Regions from separate parts of the Mus musculus genome. Here region 1 is linked to region 2. Evidence: chromatin contacts called from public HiChIP or PLAC-seq data. All regions are on one chromosome and are shown on one strand. Each heading gives the region's core, a stretch centred on a gene start, on an enhancer-like site or on the middle of the called end of the contact. The rest is flanking DNA. Distances are from core to core; before and after follow the strand shown. Region 1 holds the start of Igfbp2 (insulin-like growth factor binding protein 2). Region 2 overlaps Xrcc5 (X-ray repair complementing defective repair in Chinese hamster cells 5).

What was found. HiChIP or PLAC-seq counts read pairs in DNA pulled down with a chosen protein or histone mark.
Region 1: an H3K4me3 HiChIP or PLAC-seq map of stem cell-derived neural progenitor cells shows a contact between it and region 2, with 2.2 times the contacts expected there. The contact joins the promoter of Igfbp2 here to the enhancer-like site in region 2. A contact is called at or near these places in 2 of 39 promoter capture datasets (embryonic stem cells and frontonasal cranial neural crest), 1 of 15 datasets of contacts at CTCF or cohesin (the NIH/3T3 cell line), 1 of 484 Hi-C or Micro-C datasets (neural progenitor cells), 4 of 115 datasets of contacts at active chromatin or transcription factors (embryonic midbrain, embryonic stem cells and stem cell-derived neural progenitor cells) and 1 of 9 other capture datasets (adipose tissue).

Annotation. Positions count from the first base shown.
Region 1 is chr1:72,823,012-72,826,170 of GRCm38.p6, forward strand. It overlaps Igfbp2 (insulin-like growth factor binding protein 2), which reads left to right and starts at 1,469. Exons shown (of 4, transcript NM_008342.3): 1 at 1,469-1,953. The coding sequence starts at 1,569.
Region 2 is chr1:72,378,153-72,381,341 of GRCm38.p6, forward strand. The region is part of intron 16 of Xrcc5 (X-ray repair complementing defective repair in Chinese hamster cells 5); the gene reads left to right. Among named protein-coding and RNA genes, the nearest start is that of Gm39661, 33 kb to the right of the region's middle. Within about 2 kb of position 1,764, at least 20 of the 459 cell types and tissues checked have an H3K27ac peak or open chromatin away from gene starts, as enhancers often do. A contact at or near this core is called in embryonic stem cells, neural progenitor cells and stem cell-derived neural progenitor cells, where this site is marked.

The DNA.
Region 1 (3,159 bases), core at 219-2,718, 440 kb after region 2:
CTGCTCAAACACTGATGCTGTGTCCCTGACACGCCCAAATCAGGCCAAGTCTCAGCACAATTAGCTGATTTCCCTGCCAGTTCCCCTATCTCCCCAGGGGTTTTGATCTCTGGCCTAAGTGACTTTCTAGTTTCAGTATCACTCTTCAATTTTTTTTCATCATTTCTGCTGGTCCGGGTGTTGAGAATGCGCCATCGATAACCCTCCATTTCCCTCTACGCAATTACCAAGCTTTAGTCTCACACCCGTCCCCCTTCTTTTTCATTCGGATAGTCATCTTCCACAGAGGTTCCTACAGAAGTTCAAACTCTCCTCCATAACTCTTCCTCTCCTAGTTTCTTAAGATTAGAACTTTGTCTTCTAGGAGGCATAAAACTCAAACAGACATATGAACAAAAAGCCGCTGAATTGAGATAGGCCCTGAGCCCAGAAATTAGAAAGGATGGCTTGGAGAATCTTGTGGGGGAATGGAGACGCCTCACTCGTTGTTAAGGTCACAACCCTGGCAAATGAGTCAATAACTAAGGTCCTGCCAGGCTGGAGTGATGGAGGTTGGGGGCAGCTAGGCTGGGTGATTCAATTGGAACAAAGGAGGCAGCCACTCTTTTCTATTTGAAAACCTGAGCGAGCTCTAATCAGCCTAGCGCTAGGGCTTTCTCTAATACCTGGGGAGGGGGGTGGGTGTCTAATCTGACCTTTTCAAGACCCTTCAGTGGGTGTGTCTTCAGACGTCTGGGGGGGGGGAGGCGGGGAGAGTGTGTGTAAAGGTGGGCGAATAAGGCAGCGTTTGTGGATGGTGACCCGGGTCTCTAGGGGATTAGAGGGCTTGTGGGGCAGAGGTTTGTGAGGCACCAGGAAACACACCAGGTTTCATTACTTGCAGCGGTGAGCTCTGGGCTGGGAAACTGAAGTTGTTGCTAGGAGGTGCTGTCTGGGACGAGCCTGGTCTAGAAGGACTGAGCGTCCGCGGGACTCACTCAAGGTCATTGTTCCTAGCAACACGAGGGCTGTGGGGAGTCGGTGTGAGCTCCGAAATCTTTAAGGTCAAGACTGCTTTTGTGTTTCCCCGGCAGTCAGTTCACAGCCGGCCACGTGGGAAGTGAGCAAACTAAGTCCTTCCAAATCGAACTAAACTAAAAGACAGGAGACAAAAGCACAGGCTCTTTCCCACTCCACGCCGATTCTACCCACGCTTGCAAGTTATTCTTACTCTCCCGGAGCGGACAAACCCAGGCTGAAGGGAGCAAAGTCCTAACCAGGGAAGAACAGAGGGGTCCGCTTGAATCCCCTAGGAACGTAGGGTGGGCGAGTGGGCGTGTGCACAAGCACGTGCCCTCACGCAAGAGTGCGGGGGGGGGCGGTGCGGGGGGGGGCGGTGCGGGGGGGGGGGGAAGGGAGTGGTCTCCATAAGGGGGAGGGGAGAAGGCAGGGGGGCGGGGAGAAGCAGGCTTTTTAGGACCCGGCAGAGGCGGGGGAGGAGAAAGAAGGCAAGGAGGCGTCTCCCGCATTCGTCTGGGCCGTGCCACCTGCCCGCTAGCTCGCTGCACTACCGTTGCCCACAAGCCAACATGCTGCCGAGATTGGGCGGCCCCGCGCTGCCGCTGCTCCTGCCGTCGTTGCTCTTGCTGCTGCTCTTGGGCGCGGGCGGCTGCGGCCCCGGGGTGCGCGCCGAGGTGCTGTTCCGCTGCCCACCCTGCACGCCCGAGCGTCTGGCCGCTTGCGGGCCCCCACCCGACGCGCCCTGCGCCGAGCTGGTGCGAGAGCCCGGCTGCGGCTGCTGCTCCGTGTGCGCACGGCAGGAGGGCGAAGCATGCGGCGTCTACATCCCGCGCTGCGCCCAGACGCTACGCTGCTATCCCAACCCGGGCTCCGAGCTGCCCCTGAAGGCGCTTGTCACAGGCGCGGGTACCTGTGAAAAGAGACGCGTGGGCACCACCCCACAGCAGGTTGCAGGTAATGCGGACTGTGAGCACTAGTTTTGGGCTTGGGAGAAACTCTCTCGTAGCTCAGCGGGTTCTCCTGGCTGGTGACTCTCACGTGGGAAAAGAGAGTCCGACGGGACCCTGGGACTGATGTAGAGGAGAAAGAGCTTAGACCTTAATCAGATCCAGGGAGACTCTTGAGAGCGGGAACCCGAAAGACAAACCCGGGAGGGAGGCTGCGGGTGGAGCAAGCGGGATTTGATGGGGTAAAGGAGGAGAGGAAAGATACCTTGCCACCAGGGTCTTCCTTAACGGGACTTAGCGGGGAGGAAGGTGGTCTGATCTAGGGGCTGAGGGGGTGGAGGTGGGGGTTGAAGAGCCTGTAGGAACTTGAAACTCATTTGAAACAAAACTTGAGTCAGTGACCACCGGTCGAATGTTTAGCGGTGGGCGTGCTGCTGGCTGCCGCGCACAGGTGACACTGCAGACCTCGGGTGAGAAAAGATCGAATGGAGAAGCTCCTTCCTTCTGGCGTTGGGAGGTGAGGAGAAGGGTAAGGATGCACGTGGAGAATGGAGCGGGCTCCATCTGTGTAACTTAAGCCGGTTGGCCAGCTGCGTTCCGGCACCCTGGCTGTGCGTCTGGGCCTCCGGTCAGAATGCTGGAGCCGCTTGAAAGCCAGGGGAGCTACAGCTCTTAACGCGGGTGTGTGTCACACCGTACCTCCTCCTAAATCTAGGGAACTTTTTCTGTCTCACGGGATGGGGAAGGTGGGGTTCTTTGTTAAGGAGCCCTTCTTTCTCAAAAGAAAAAAAAAGTTAAGGGACACAAGCTGACTGCGAGGAGTTCACTTTTTTTTCTTCACGGTTTGGAGAAAGCTGCAATTGTCTTGGGGACAGCGCTGAATTTTAGCTAATGTTTAAAAGGAGGCTTTTACTATGTTTCTTAGACTGGGGGTAGCCTGGAGAGATAGGAGAGAGAGAGAGAGAGAGAGAGAGAGAGAGAGAGAGAGAGATAGGAGAGAGAGAGAGAACAAATATCTTCCCTGTTTTTCGATTTCTTTGTGCGCCCCTCTCTTTCCCTGGCTCAGCCACTGTCCCTTTCCCAATGGAGTCAGAGGTCAAGTTTGAAGTCTTGTAGTTCTTGAGGCATTTTTGACCTTGACTACAGAGCAAGGTGGAGCTTCCTCAGAGGGGAGTCCCAGGGTTTCTTCTCTCTCAGCCTTGGGTTTGATCCT
Region 2 (3,189 bases), core at 514-3,013:
GTCTCTCCCTTCTTCTTCTGTTAATTCCCATGCTCCAAGTCCTGGTTTATATGTTCCTGCGAACTTCCTTCTTGACTTCCTGCCAAGCTCCCACTCCTCTGTCTGTCTTTAAATGTCCTTTCCAAGTCCTTGGCCTTGAACCCTTTCTAATTCTATTCTTTCAAAGGAGCCAGGCTCCACCCTCATCACAAATATGCACTCTCATGATGCTTCCGTGCGCCAGAGCTTCCCGGCCAACTCTGACTCCTTCTTCCCTTACTCTTGCCCAGTCACTCCAGGCACTCTCCCTCTCCTACCCTCCCTTCCCATTTCTTTGTGTGTGTGTGTGTGTGTGTGTGTGTGTGTGTGTGTGTAGAGGCCAGAGGTCAATTTGGGGTATCTCCCTCTATTACTCTTCACCTTACTTCTGAGATAGCACCTCTCACTTAGCCTGGAACCCACCAATTTAAATCGGCTAGACTGCCTAGCCAAGGTGCCCTGGGATCCTTCTTTACAGGGCTGCTGGGGAGCTGAACTCATGTCCTTGTGTTGTGAGCACTCTATGTGCTAAGCCTGGGCTGTTGGAGAGAAAAGCCAGCTGCTGGAAGAAAGCCACCTTCTACCTTTCATTGCTCAGTTAAGAACCATGTTCACTGGTGATGCCTCCTGAATCACCAACAATTTAAAGTTCATGTGATTTCATAACATTCATAGCCTTCTTCATTATTTACACCCAGTTGTTGTTGTTGTTGTTATTATTATTAGTGTGTGTATATATTACATTCCCCAGGAGCCTGTTTAGTCCTCAGAGGGAAGGGATTTACCTTAAACTTATTGAATCCTAAGGAACACTGCATCCTATCCTGTACACAGCAGTCACACAATAAATATGAACTAGGACAAGCTGATGAAGTGGCTGGTAAACTAAGCAAAGAGAAACAGTTACGCCATAGCTTCCTAAGATACTTCATCCTCATCTCAGAAGAAATGGAGGACTTGGGGTATTTGGGATTAGTGTCCTTAACCTCGAAGGAAATTTATTTGTGCCTAGAGAGATAATGCTAAGTGAACTTCTTATCAAACCATCTGCAAAAGGAGCTGTCGTGAACTGTATTAGAAACGCCAGCCATTTGGTTATTTTGCTTTTGCAAGCTGAAAAGAGAAACTGCTTTGTTTGCTTTGAGTTTCTTGTTGACGGTTCTCTCCTGCCAGGTAATCAGGGTTGTATTACTTACCTCCCTAAGACGACCATTGGAACGTGCTGTGTCTCCTTTGAATAGTGTGTGGATATTAATTTACTGCCAGAGGACACATTGGGGGAGATTTCTGAAATTGCATAGGGAAGTGTTTCTTTAATCCTCAAATTTGTCAAATGCTTTATAATAATGGAGATCATAATCTCCGGGTTGGAAGGAGAAATGGAATGGTTCTTGGGGATATTTTTTCCTTCCTGAGAAATTGCTATATGAGATGAGAAAATGCTTCATTCGTTTTTCTTTCTGCATGCTTTAAGGTCTTCCGGAAATGAGTAGATGGCACTGATTCAGGTCTTTTGTAAGAGGCTGAACAGTGTTCAGGTCTCTGATTCATAGAGTTAGTGGCCGCGAGCCCTCACCGGCGACTCTTAAAAGCAGTTTGCTTTAATATTGCACTCTCACATACATTTTAAACAGAATGTTCAAATGAGGTCATGATTTTGGGAAATAGCAGCCATAGGTATATCAGCATTGCCCCAGAAGTTGTCAGGCAGCCAGGCAGTGCGTGGCTCCAGGAATGAGGGAGAGCGTGCCCGTAGGCATGATGTCCCGTTTCCATTGGTTTCTTCTGCTGAGGCCAAGGCATGTTCCCATTGTCCTCTGCTGTTTTCATGCTGAAGGGTTCTTTTTTCTTTGTTAGTGAGGCAGCCACAAGTTTCAGCTTGCCTTGCAAATGATAACATTATTAATGTCCTTCTGCTTTCCAAGCCATTTATATGTTGCCTGCTAGCAGCTATTGGGTATTAAGTACCCAGAGCTAGTGCAGTGCTGAGAAGCACGGGAAATATTCAGGTCCAGGAAGGGCACAGATACAGTAATGATCGCTCATTCTGACGACGAATGTGGGCTGCTCTTTCCCAGTGCGATCTGGGATTGGTAAAGGGTAGGCCGTGCTAGCTCGTTACTTTTCATTGCCTGGTGCTGTTTGACAGTTACTTACCCTAAGTCTCAGAGTTGGGGGAGGAACTGGAGGATTCATTTCTGATGAATATTTTAAGCAAGGTAGTTTTGAATTGTTCAAACTAAAACAACAACAACAACAACAACAACAAAACATCACCACCACCACCAAACCACCAACCCTCCCCCCCCAAGATTTATAATGAAACAAGCAAATAAAAACATAAAACAAACCATCCTACTACAACCTGCAGAAGGAAAACTTAGGTATAATTTTAGGCACTTAATTTCTAGGCACTAAAATTCTAGAAATTTAATTTTATTTCTTGACAAATAGTGTTACCAAATTTCTTTATTCAAAAGATTTACTATTTTTAATTATATGTGTGTGTATGTGTCTGTGTAAGTGTATATGCATGTGACTGCAGTGCCCACAGGAGCCAGAAGAGGGCATCAGCTATCCTAGATCTAGATTAAGAGACTGTTGTGAGCTGCCCGATGTGGGTGTTGGGAACAGAACTCTCAGCCTCTAGAAGAACAGTACATCACGTGCTCGTAACTACTGAACTGTTTCTCTACCTCTTTACCAAATCTCTTTCCTTTTCCTTTTCCTTTTCCTTTTCCTTTTCCTTTTCCTTTTCCTTTTCCTTTTCCTTTTCCTTTTTCTCCTTGCCTCGCCTCTCTGCCTCGCCTCTCCCCTCTGCCTCTCCCCTCTGCCTCTCCCCTCTGCCTCTCCTCTCCTCTGCCTCTCCTCTCCTCTCCTCTCCTCTCCTCTCCTCTCCTCTCCTCTCCTCTCCTCTCCTCTCCCCTCCCCTCCCCTCCCCTCCCCTCCCCTCCCCTCCCCTCCCCTCCCCTCCCCTCCCCTCCCCTCCCCTCCCCTCCCCTCTTCTTCTTTTCTTTCCTTTCCTTTCCTTTCCTTTCCTTTCCTTTCCTTTTCTTTTCTTTTCTTTTCTTTTCTTTCTGTGTTTGTTTGGTTGGTTTTGCTCTGTTTTGTTTCGTGAGATAGGGTTCCTTTGTGTAGCCCTGGCTGTCCTGCCCGTGCTTTGTAGACCAG